Linked DNA regions of Manis pentadactyla: regions 1 and 3 are each linked to region 2. Evidence: chromatin contacts called from public Hi-C data. All regions are on one chromosome and are shown on one strand. Each heading gives the region's core, a stretch centred on a gene start, on an enhancer-like site or on the middle of the called end of the contact. The rest is flanking DNA. Distances are from core to core; before and after follow the strand shown. Region 1 holds the start of CFB (complement factor B). Region 2 holds the start of LY6G5C (lymphocyte antigen 6 family member G5C). Region 3 holds the start of SLC44A4 (solute carrier family 44 member 4).

The links. Hi-C and Micro-C count contacts between places; a contact is called where the count stands out from the background.
Region 1: a contact with region 2 is called in a Hi-C map of blood, with 2.9 times the contacts expected there. The contact joins the promoter of CFB here to the promoter of LY6G5C in region 2. A contact is called at or near these places in 3 of 3 Hi-C or Micro-C datasets (blood, fibroblasts and skin fibroblasts).
Region 3: a Hi-C map of fibroblasts shows a contact between it and region 2, with 6 times the contacts expected there. The contact joins the promoter of SLC44A4 here to the promoter of LY6G5C in region 2. A contact is called at or near these places in 2 of 3 Hi-C or Micro-C datasets (fibroblasts and skin fibroblasts).

What each region holds. Positions count from the first base shown.
Region 1 is chr16:41,735,319-41,738,695 of mManPen7.hap1, forward strand. It overlaps CFB (complement factor B), which reads right to left and starts at 1,348. Exons shown (of 18, transcript XM_036875496.2): 1 at 1,119-1,348; 2 at 797-1,030; 3 at 191-376; 4 at 1-49. The coding sequence starts at 1,248. C2 (complement C2) reads right to left here. Exons shown (of 19, transcript XM_057493697.1): 14 at 3,251-3,377; 15 at 3,064-3,140; 16 at 2,829-2,920; 17 at 2,507-2,630; 18 at 2,312-2,361; 19 at 1,717-2,163. The coding sequence ends at 1,987.
Region 2 is chr16:41,932,651-41,936,113 of mManPen7.hap1, forward strand. LY6G5C (lymphocyte antigen 6 family member G5C) reads left to right here and starts at 1,930. Exons shown (of 4, transcript XM_057493877.1): 1 at 1,930-2,044; 2 at 3,165-3,212; 3 at 3,215-3,292. The coding sequence starts at 1,930. It overlaps ABHD16A (abhydrolase domain containing 16A, phospholipase), which reads left to right. Exons shown (of 20, transcript XR_005022753.2): 20 at 750-1,689.
Region 3 is chr16:41,783,527-41,787,381 of mManPen7.hap1, forward strand. SLC44A4 (solute carrier family 44 member 4) reads left to right here and starts at 2,509. Exons shown (of 21, transcript XM_057493699.1): 1 at 2,509-2,831. The coding sequence starts at 2,720. It overlaps EHMT2 (euchromatic histone lysine methyltransferase 2), which reads left to right. Exons shown (of 27, transcript XM_036875485.2): 25 at 1,238-1,316; 26 at 1,423-1,598; 27 at 1,912-2,367. The coding sequence ends at 2,092.

The DNA.
Region 1 (3,377 bases), core at 98-2,597, 200 kb before region 2:
CCCACCTTCCTTGTGCCAATGGGGATGCCTGGGTTGGGGCAGTACCCCGCTGCAGGTGTGAGATATGGAGGTAAGGGTTGAAGCCCGAGGCCCGATAGGCAAGGCAGAACACCAGAGCTACCATGCCAGTTCCCTGGCTGGAGTGTGGTTAGGGGAGGGTTCCACTGTGGACGGAGGGCACGCTTCTCACCTCCATCATCACAAACGGCCGTTTGCCCATCCCAGCGACCATTCTCTTGACAGGTACGATTGGCAGAGCCCCGGAGAGTATAACCATCATAACAGTGGAAAGTGATCTCATCACTCAGATTGTAGTAGGGAGCCCGGGGCCAGTACTCCCCATTCTCAAAATCCTGTGGTCTTGGGCAGCGAATTGCTTTGGGGTAGGGGGACAAATACAAATTACTGAGAGGGAAGGGCTGCCCTTTAGGGTGTCCTTCCTGGTCTTAGAGACCCTGTCTCAAAGAAACAGTGACTTCTTGGCCCTCCAGGAGCAGGGTCTAACCTCTGGTCATGGAGGGTCCCTCAAGCTGTGCAGAGTTCCGCTGCTCCTCCCTCCCTATTTCTGAGTGTTCTTTTAACTGCCAGAGCAGCCTGGCACTGGGTAATCACTTAGTAAAGGTTAGCTCCCCTCCTCCTCCCTCCTTCCCCAACCCTAGTGGCTCCTACTCTCACTCAGCCCAACTCATTAGTCTGCTTGGTCTCAACACCACTCTAATCTCACCCTAATCTGGACTTTGGCCACCATCTGCTCTGTCCCTCTGCTGGCCCATGCCCACCCTCACTGCCCTCCAACCTCTGCATTCTGCCTTCTTGACCATCTTTTGGTCTTGGGTCTGCAGGGAGCTCCAGGACCCTGTGGCTCTGCAGGTGCGAGCTTGCACAGGGTATGGGTAGAAGCCAGAGGGACACACGTACTCCAGTGCCTGGCCCTCCTTGAAAAGCCGGAAGGAGCCACCTTTGATCTCTACACCCTCCAGAGAGCAGAGGCCTTGGGGCCCAGCCACAGGCAATGGCGTCGCGCCTACACCTAAGGAGAAAGGCTCATGAAGACTGGCCTTACAAGGCCAACGAGGGATACTGGGGGCATCAGGATGGGGACAGTGACCCTCGCTTACCTCCAAACAAGAGGCCCAGAACCACGGGTACCAGGCAGAGTCGGGGCTTGAGACTGTTCCCCAAGGCGATGGAAGGCAGGAGGGAGGCTGGGGCTGGAGGCCGGATGGCCAACCCAGGCTTGTGCTGCATGTCTGGTTGGCTCAGTGTTCAAGCTGAAACTCCAGATCTGGGCCTGGTCGCACCCCCTTCCCCTGTCCCCAGCAACCTCCAGCTTTTTATGCAATCTGTGTTCTGGCACCTGCAGCTCACCCACCCTGCCCTACCCACATCACTTTCCGGAATGTCCAAGTGGGAGGGCCCCACTGAGCCACCAGTCAAGGAAATAGAAACTGCACAAGCCCCACCCTTTGCTGCCCATGATCCAGGACTCTCCCCTTCAACACCTCTCAGCTCCAGTTCCTCACCAGCAAGCCCAGACTGCCCCCTTAGGGACCAGAAATAATCCCTCAGCTCACTGCCCTGTTGACTCTGTTATGGAGCAGAGTCCAGCCACTGTTTGTCCAGCAGGGTCTCTGACCTGCTCTCCTGTGGTTCCTGGAACCATTCCTGCCTTTCTCTTCCCCCAGGTCAGCCCCCAGGCAGAGGCACAGACAGATGTGGAAATCTCTGCTTTTTATTAATTTCATAACTGGGAAATTCCTCTTGAAAAGGAAAGGAGAGTGAGTTGATAGAGCAGGAGGTGGGCTGGCTCCGGCAGGAGTGCCAGGATTCCGGGATGGGAGGTGCTGCCTCGGGACCCCTGCAGGCTGGGACTTACTCAGGGCTGGGAGTGAGGATGGGCCATGGGTCTGAGGGAGGATGTTAAGAGGTAGGACACCAGAGAGCTGGCAGATCCCGGCAGGACAGCAAAAGGGCCCGTGGCCATGATTAGAGGGGCAAAAAGTTCAGGATGCCCTCCAAGTGCTGCCTCAGCCAGGGCTGCAGGCGGAAGAGGCTGATGTGGAAATCTCGCGGTGGAGGGATCCTGCCATGGGGGGCCTTTTTGCGGGAGTTTTTATTGGTGCTGCCACAGGGATTGTAGAGACCCCAGCTCACCAGGCCCACCTGGGAGAAGCAGAGAATGGGGTGGGAGGTTGCTGCAGACCCAGCTCCAAGCCCCAACCTCCCTGGTTCCTTCAGAGGCCTCCCTGGCTCCCCATGAGGCCAAGATCCTGTAACCCCAGACCTACAAGCCTCTCCCTTCTCTCCTCACCTGAAAAAACCTGTATCTCCGCTCAAGGAAAACTGCTCCTCCAGATTCTCCTGCCAGAGAGAGGGACAAGAGTCTGTCATCCTGATTCTCACCCTGACCCCCTGTCCCTGGGGCAGCGCACCCATGTCCTGGCATGCATGCTGGCCACAGGGACACAGGCGGCCTTCTCCTTGGGAATCAGGGCCGGGGGCTCACCCTTGCAGGGATTGTCATCTTCCTGCATCCCACTGCATAGGAATTGGTCTGTCACCACCTCTCTAACATCTGACAAATTGAACATGGTTTTGTCTTGGGTGACATCCTTGATACAGTTTGTCCACTGCAGTAGGGGAGGACAGAATAGTAGAGAAGGATGGAATGAGCAGTCCCAGGGAACACCTGGCAGTCCAGCTTGGCCTGGATGGAGGGGTGGCTCAGGGTTAGACAGAGAAAAGCAGCTGCAGCTAGAGAAAGAGAGACCTTCTGGGAGCTGTCACAGGGGAATCCTGTCCCCCACAGGGGGACCTGAGACACTCACCTCTGTCCCTGTCTTGAGGTTAATGTTCAGTCTGCTCCCATTCAAGGCCACAAAATGAGCAGGAACGCTCAGTTTATTCAGAAGTTCACTCTCTGCAATCAAGGAGAAGGGGGCATTGATGCGGATCCCTTTACCCAGTGTCCAGACTCCCGACTTGGGGACTACAGCGCACCTCATGCTGTCAGCCCTGAGCCCTTTCCCCAGCATCCTGTGCACCCCAAGCCCCGGCACTCACCGTGGTCTCGGCAGTTGCTGCCTGGTGATCTCCGCAGAGCCAGATTGGCCCCCACCGTACAGGGAAGGCAGATGGGCCTGGAGAGAAGGACCAGGGTAACACAGGCCTGTCCTCAGGGGCTCCCCCTCAGGGGCTCCCCAGTACACTTTCCTCATCCCAGGGACCCTCCCATCCTAGATTCTGGCACCTAGCGTGGGTGGACATCTTCACTTTCTGGGCCAGCTTCAGCAGGGCAATGTCATCACCGTAGAACTCCAGGATTCCCTGGTGCTTTTTAGCAGAGACATTGAACCCCGAAGAGATCACCACCATCT
Region 2 (3,463 bases), core at 680-3,179:
TTCTGGTTAAACATCCCCACCCCTAGCTGCTCTCCAGACGCGGCGTCGGGCCGCCGCCCTAACGAACTTAACTCTCACCGCCCCATTCCTCCAACTGTGGTGGTCTGTCCTCAGGCCCTACCTCCTTTGTTTCGTCACTCGCCTGCACACCCCTAGGTACCCCATAGCCGGGGGAGGGGCATCAGCGAGGATATAGTCATCCCCTGCTGTCACCATGGCGACTGCTGTAATGTCCCGCCTCCTCACCCTGGGAGAGCCACCTCGGAGCCCGTTACCACAGCAACGAACCCTCGTGGCTCCCTCTCTGGCGGCCGCACCCTGCCGCGTGGAGAGGAGCGAAGCGAAACGAACAGGGGCGGGATTAATGACGCTAGGGCCACGCCCCCTCCGAACTAAGACTCAGCCCCAGAATTTCACCAGCATTTCCCGCCGGTACCCTCAGAGCCCTTGGTCGCCGTAACTCCACAGCAAGTTCTCCCGGCCCTCTCAGGGTAACCCCTTCAGGAAGCCCCGACTCAATCACTCATAACCCCCTAGTCATTGGCCTTTTGACCGCTGTTTTATTCGAGAAATTGGTTCAGAAGGCGCTGTGCAATTCCCTTCTGCTTCCCCTTTGCCCTCTCCGATCCTTTTCGTTTTATTACTGTCACTCATTCAACAGACATTTATGTAGGAGTCGGGCACTCCTCCCAATTCTCCATTACTCTGACTTTTCTCTAATACAGTTTTCTTCTTTCATTCATCCCAAGGCTCCTCATGGGGCGCGAAGTGTGTGCTTTTTCCTCTCGTGTTTCTTCCCGGTGCGTGCTTCCTGGCGCGTCTCCGTCCGTTTCCTCTCCTCTACGCTATCAGTACCCCGAGGCCGGATGACTCCTGGCTGCTCTTGGACCGTTTTAGGGCGTGTCCCAAAACTCCAGACCGGACGCCCTAAGACTTCCCATAGCCCACTGACCCCTAAAGTCAAGCCCCTGAGTCTCAGAGGATGACCTACAGGCGGGAGACCAGCAGGCCCGCGGGCGGAGGAAGTGGGCGGGCACCTGGCCTGGGAGGGATGTGGCACCACAGTGCCGCCGCGCGGAGAAGCTGCGTAGTGCCCTGGGTGTCCGCGGGAGCTTGACCCCTGAGTCCCGACGCGGGGCCCGCGGACCTGAGGTGCAATTAAGCGCGGAGAGCCGGTGGGCGCCGGAGATCAGAGCTGCTGACCTGCAGCTGAGCTTAGGCGTAGGCTAAGACAGGCTTTCCGGAACCCACAGGGACACAGAACTGAGTACGTACGGTCAACGGCACCCAAACGTTCTCGCTTTTAGATTTCTGACAGTGCCAGGTCTTTCTCATCTTGGAAAATGGTACCACCAATCACGCCCTGTGCAAACCTGTCCCCACTTCCCTCACCCATGTTCAATCTAAGTCCAAACTGTCCAGTCTTGTTTCTAAATCTCTCAAAAAATTCAGTGTTTCCCTGCCTCTCTTCTGCTAGACTAGGCCGCCATCTTGTGACTGGACTCAGGAATAGCGTCTTGACTGGTTTCCTGGCCTCAATAATCTTTTACAAACAAATCTTAATCCTGTTACTCCTCGGCGGAGATCCCCTTGGTCATGTTTCTGACCCCTCCCTCCCTCTATCATTGCTTGTTGACTTCTTTGCCACTAGACTGTGTGTTCTGTGAGTGCAGCGCCTTGGGCAACATTGTATCCCCAACATCTGATGAAGTGATACAATAAATGTTGAATGAATATGAAAGTTACCCTGTCATTCCCCTGTCGCTCAGCCAGGATGTTAGGCTCCAGAGCGGCTGTGGGTGAGGACACTCTGTTCCTCTGGCTGTTCTGAAACTGATTTCCACCCCCAATGGGTGTTACCTCTCTCCTTCCTCTTGGCCTACTTCTCTTCCACCAATATAAACCCAACCTGGAGGCTGGTGGGCAGCCATGCATTTTATGGCAGATCCCACAGGTAGCCAGAATCTGGGGCCCCTGGGCCTCCACAGCAACCCCCAGGCCCTGGGTCTCTTAATAGTTCTGGTCATGGTGAGCTTGGTGTTTGGTAAGTGGCTCTAAGGGGTCAAAGGATCTCCTGGCCTGCTGGACAGAGAAACCCACAGACACCAGGTGTCTGGGAACACCTGCCTAGGCTGTTCAGGTAAACCCAGGCAGGAGGAAAGATGGGATGGGTAGGTTCAGTGGGATAATGCCTGGGGACTAATCATAAATGGACTGATGTTCACTCATGGCGATTTCTAGCAGCCACCCCAGGGCTGTTTTACTCAACAAGCAGTAACCTGGAGATACTAAAGGGAATGCATTCAAATCTGAGGACAACACAGAATAAGGAGGGTTCAGGGAACATGCTAGATGACAACAGCAGGATCCACAGTGTAGAACAAAACTGAATCCAGCCTGATCACCACCTCACTTGGCTGCAAAGTACCATCTACATAGAAATGGGATTAAGTTTTCTATTTATTTCCTATTTGCCTCACACCGAGCATACTGCTGCTGGGTCTGGGTCCAGTAACTGGTTAGCATGTGGTTGGGCCTGGAGGAAGAGAGGGATGTATATGTATAGTTGGGGAGGGACTTTGTGGACAAAGTTTAATATGAGTCTGTCCAGTGATAGGACCACCAAACAAACAATGTGGTTCTGGGCTGCTTGACGTCTTCTGTCTACACAAAGCACAGATTCTTTCTTTCCTGTGATGATTTATTTTTGTTTTCACTTCTGAATATTACAGATTAAGAAAGCATATTCAAAAGAGAGCCCAAGGGGGTGGGTGACTGTGAAATCAAGTCCCAAAGGAAAAACAGTTTTAACAAGGTTGCCCAAAGCTGCAATGGGCTGCCTCAGCCTAACCTCTGAATTTGCAGGGTGCTAGGCATGCATTAGCCCCACAAATACATGTTGAATGAATGAATGAATTCATTAATGAGTTCCTTGCTTCAGGAAGTTTAAGAGCAGACAATGAAGATTTTAATGAGGACTAAAGCTTCCTGATGGAAGCTTGAGCCAGATGAGTTTAAGGATGGATGGTTTTATGGTTTTCTGAGATGGGGAGGTGGGGAGGAAGCAGTGGGTTAACCAAACTGGTAATTAGGCGGGCAGGGGTTTGGGGTCAGTACTTCTGTGTGTTCTAGGTAAGTTTGATGCTATCAAACACTTCATACAGCTCAGTTCCCCAAATACTTGCACGGCTATCGATGTCTCTTTGAGACAAAGGATTGGGGTGCCTTCTGGGATCTGACATTTGCCACATCCCACCTGGCAGCAGCTGCATGACTCTCCTCATAAAGAACAGTAAGCTGCTTTCTCCTGTCTTGGGCCCCTTCCATTACCAGATGGTCACTACCTGCCTGCTAAGGTGCATCCCAAGTCTGGTTCCCCCAACCCTAAGCTCCTGTTCCCTCACTTTCTCTTTCCTGTCCTGCAGGGCCACTCCCTGTCTCCCTTGCACCTGCCTCCCTCCTC
Region 3 (3,855 bases), core at 1,259-3,758, 150 kb before region 2:
ACCTGGACTTGACCACCCCCACCCCCACCACTGCAACCGCTGGGCATCCTTGGCCAAGTTACTTAACCTCTGAGCCTCATTTTTCTTGTCTGCCAAACAGGAGGTAATGGTGCTGCCTTTCTATCCACGTCTTCAGGGGCCTCATCCCTCTCCATCAGCGCTTTCTCTTCCAGCATCTGTAGCTTCCCCAGGCCCTGGGTCCTACTCCACGGCCATCACACTTAATCCAGGTCTCCTTTAAAAAAAAAAATGCAGCCCATATGCCTGTTTAAGGGCTCATCCATTTTCTTTCCATCATGTCATCTCTCAATGTTGCTCAAACAAATGTCCCTGTCCTCCTCGGCCTCCTGGGCCTCAGTTTCACCACCATTCACTCACGGCTCACCATGCCAACATCTGCCTTTGCCCTCCCCCCTCTGTTGATACTGCCTCATGACAATACCCCCACCCAGCCTCGAGTGTCTCAGTCATTGTTCTCTTGGCATCTGCCACCCCCTTGCTCTGGCTCCATCATGCCAACCTCACCTCCAACACACCCATCCTTCCTCTGCCAGCTCCTCTGCCTCTGCTTTCCAAATGTAGGTGGCTCCATCCCTTTCTGCCACCCTGACTCCTCACCTGTCCTTGCACCTGGAGTCACCACCTGCTGGTGATTCCTAGTCCACAAATCTCCAAGCATCTAAACCTGAACTATTTCCCACTCAAGCCAACTGCCCAAAGATACTGACCCCCTTACCCACAGAGGCTTGGCATCTTCATGCCCGCTGAGTGGCTCAGCATGGCTTGGGCCCTTCCCTTTGACTTTCCCACTGCTGCTCCTCTGGCTCATCCCTGGCCCACACCTGCTGGACTTTGCCCACATCTGCCAGTCCTGCCTGTTGTCCAGCTGTCCAAGGGGTACCCCAACTGGCAGGAGTGTGCCCTGTGTTCCCTCACATGCCTGTGTCCCCATGTTCCTCTTCGTGATCCTTCCTCCAGAGAGAGCCACCCATTTCCCCTGCCAGGTGATGTGCTGTCTCTGGGGCAAAGGGGCTGTCAGACCTCCCTGCCCTGGACCCACTGTGCTTTGCCTACCCACCCCAGGCCAGACGTGCTGATCTGTGAGATTGAAACATACTGTCTGGGTCAGCTGACCAAGAGTGGAGGAGGATTCATGGGGCTGGGAGGGGAGAGGGGCCTGGAGCCAGCTCCTGACAACCCCTATTCACCTTCAGAACCACCACTTCTTGCCCAACAGGTATGTCGGAGAACTGATCTCCGATGCCGAGGCTGATGTGAGAGAGGATGATTCTTATCTCTTTGACTTAGACAACAAGGTGGGCAGGAAATCCCACTGTCCCTACTCCCAGTCAGCAGGTTGAAACCTGGGGAGGGGGCCTGGCAAGCTGGGAGGTGGTAGATGTGAAGACCCTCCCCCCTCAGGATGGAGAGGTGTACTGCATTGATGCCCGTTACTATGGCAACATCAGCCGCTTCATCAACCACCTGTGTGACCCCAACATCATCCCTGTCCGGGTCTTCATGCTGCACCAGGACCTGCGGTTCCCACGCATTGCCTTCTTCAGTTCCAGAGACATCCGGACTGGGGAGGAGCTGGGGTGAGGCAGGGACAAGGCCGGCGATGGTGGGAGGTGTGGGAAGTGCGGAGGGCTGAGACCAGGCACCCATTAGAGTAGAGCTGCTCAGACATCAGTTTGAACAGGCCTGAGCCTGAGCCACGCAGATTTTGAGTGTAGTTTGGGAACAGGGTCCCCAGGTCTACATTTCTAACAAACTTCCAGACAGTTCTGGTACTGAAAGTTCATAAACTATATGAGGACTTGGAGCCTGTCAGAAGATGGGTGTGGCTGCTCTGGGGTGGACCTGGCGGCTGGGTCTGGGTCCTATAAGCCTCTTGTGCTCCTCTAACAGGTTTGACTACGGTGACCGCTTCTGGGACATCAAAAGCAAGTATTTCACATGCCAGTGTGGCTCTGAGAAGTGCAAGCACTCAGCTGAGGCCATTGCCCTGGAGCAGAGCCGCCTGGCCCGCCTGGATCCCCACCCTGAGTTGCTGCCTGAGCTCAGCTCCCTGCCCCCTGTCAACCCCTGAGAGTGGACCACGCATTCCCTCCCTGCCCCTGGATGGCCACCGGCTCAGCAGTCACCTCTGCCACTGGCTGCTCGCGGCCCATGCCTGGGAGGGCCGCCATCCTCTCTGCCCTGCCTCTTCACACATTCCTGGGCAGAGACCCCAGCCAGGCCCTGGAGGTCTGACAGTCCTGCACTCCTAGAGCTGGTTCCTCCCTGGGAGGGTGACTTCCGGGCTGGCTACCCACCTGTTCCCCATCCTTAGCTAAAGTTTGATGAATTGAAATCGGGACTCTTTGCAAACTGTTTTCCTTTGTTCTCAGTAAATGCTGGGTTTGGTAATAAACAGTCTGGGTGATTGCTGGGGAAGGAGTGGTCAGGGAGGAAGCACACAGAGCCAGTGGGAGTGCGCTTCAAAGGGCAGAGCAGGACGGGAAGCAGGCTGAACAGGTGCGGCTGGCGTGGACAGCCACCTGGAGGAGGGGAGTGTGGGGAGACCACTGGACAGAGCTTGGTCAAGGGCTGAAAGGCAATCTCAACATTTTATCTTTGACTGGAGTTTGTGGGCATTGAGTGTATTACAGTTGAGGTAATTTGCAAAATCTCAGGAGTGTCTTAAGAGCATGCCAAGTCCTTCAGGCTGTGGTCCATGGGGCCCTCAGCAAGCAGCCCTGATTCCCCCTCCCAGGTTCAGCCTTGCTGTCCTCCTGGCAAGCGGTTGGGAAGGAGGAACCAGAGAGTGTCGGGGACCACAGGCAGAGGTGGGGCTCTGACGTGAGGGCGGGTGGGGCGGGGCAGGCGGCAGCAGGTGAGTCGCCAGGTCTCCCAGGTTCCAGTCACTCTGGAGACTGAGCCATGAGGGGAAAGCAGGACGGAGCCGAGGCCCACGGTGAGGCTGGGGCGGAGGCCCAGGACCCTGCCAAGGGTGGGGATAACCACCTGGGCGTGCTCTGGGGAATGGTGGTTGCTGCTGGTCCCAGGGAGAGGAGCTAAGGGGGTCCTGGCTCCCTGAGGGGAGGGCCCAGGAACAGCTAATGGAAGGAGGCAGAGTCAGGGTTCTGGGAGGAGGACAGTCTAGCTCCTGGGGGCCATTGCTAGGGAAGCTTTGAGGAGTGAAGCTGGGGTCTCTATGAGGAGTTGGGGCTGAAGTCCCCAGAAGGAGTGGGGTTTCAGGCCTGGAATTTGGGTCCCTCAGGGCAGGGCCCTGGGAAGCCTGAGCAAGGGGGTGGGGCTCAGCAGCTGGGAGTGCCACAGAGCTCGCCAGATTTGTGGTCGTTGGGAGGAAAGTCTGTGGTCTCTGTGAGGACAAGTTCCAGCCAGGACGCGGGGGCTCTAGGGGTAATGGTGCAGGGAGTCTGCTGCCAGCATCTTAGCAGCAGGGGCAGTGTGGTGTGCTGGGGTCCTTGTGAGGAGCTGGGGCTACCTCCAGGGTTGCTGTTAGGAGTGGATGCCTGTCTTGGGGTATTTTGAGGAATAGGGGCAGAGCGTTTCATGGCTTCCTGTGAAGGGTAAGGCCTGAGGAGAGAAGGAGCAGGCAGCCTGTCTGCAGAATCTCTGTGGGGAACAGGGCAGGCAACCTGTCCCTAGGAGTAGGAGTTGGGGGAGGCTGAGGGGAAAAGGCTGGGACCAGCCTCTGGAGAACCTGTGAGCAGTAAGGACTGATGGACCTGCCCTTTGGGGTTTGGGGGGGCCTGAGCTCCTGGTGTGTAGGAGGGGAACTCCAAAGGAGGGGCCTCCCACAGGCAAAGGGGGCTAGGGGAGGGAGCAGTGAGGACTTCCTGGGAG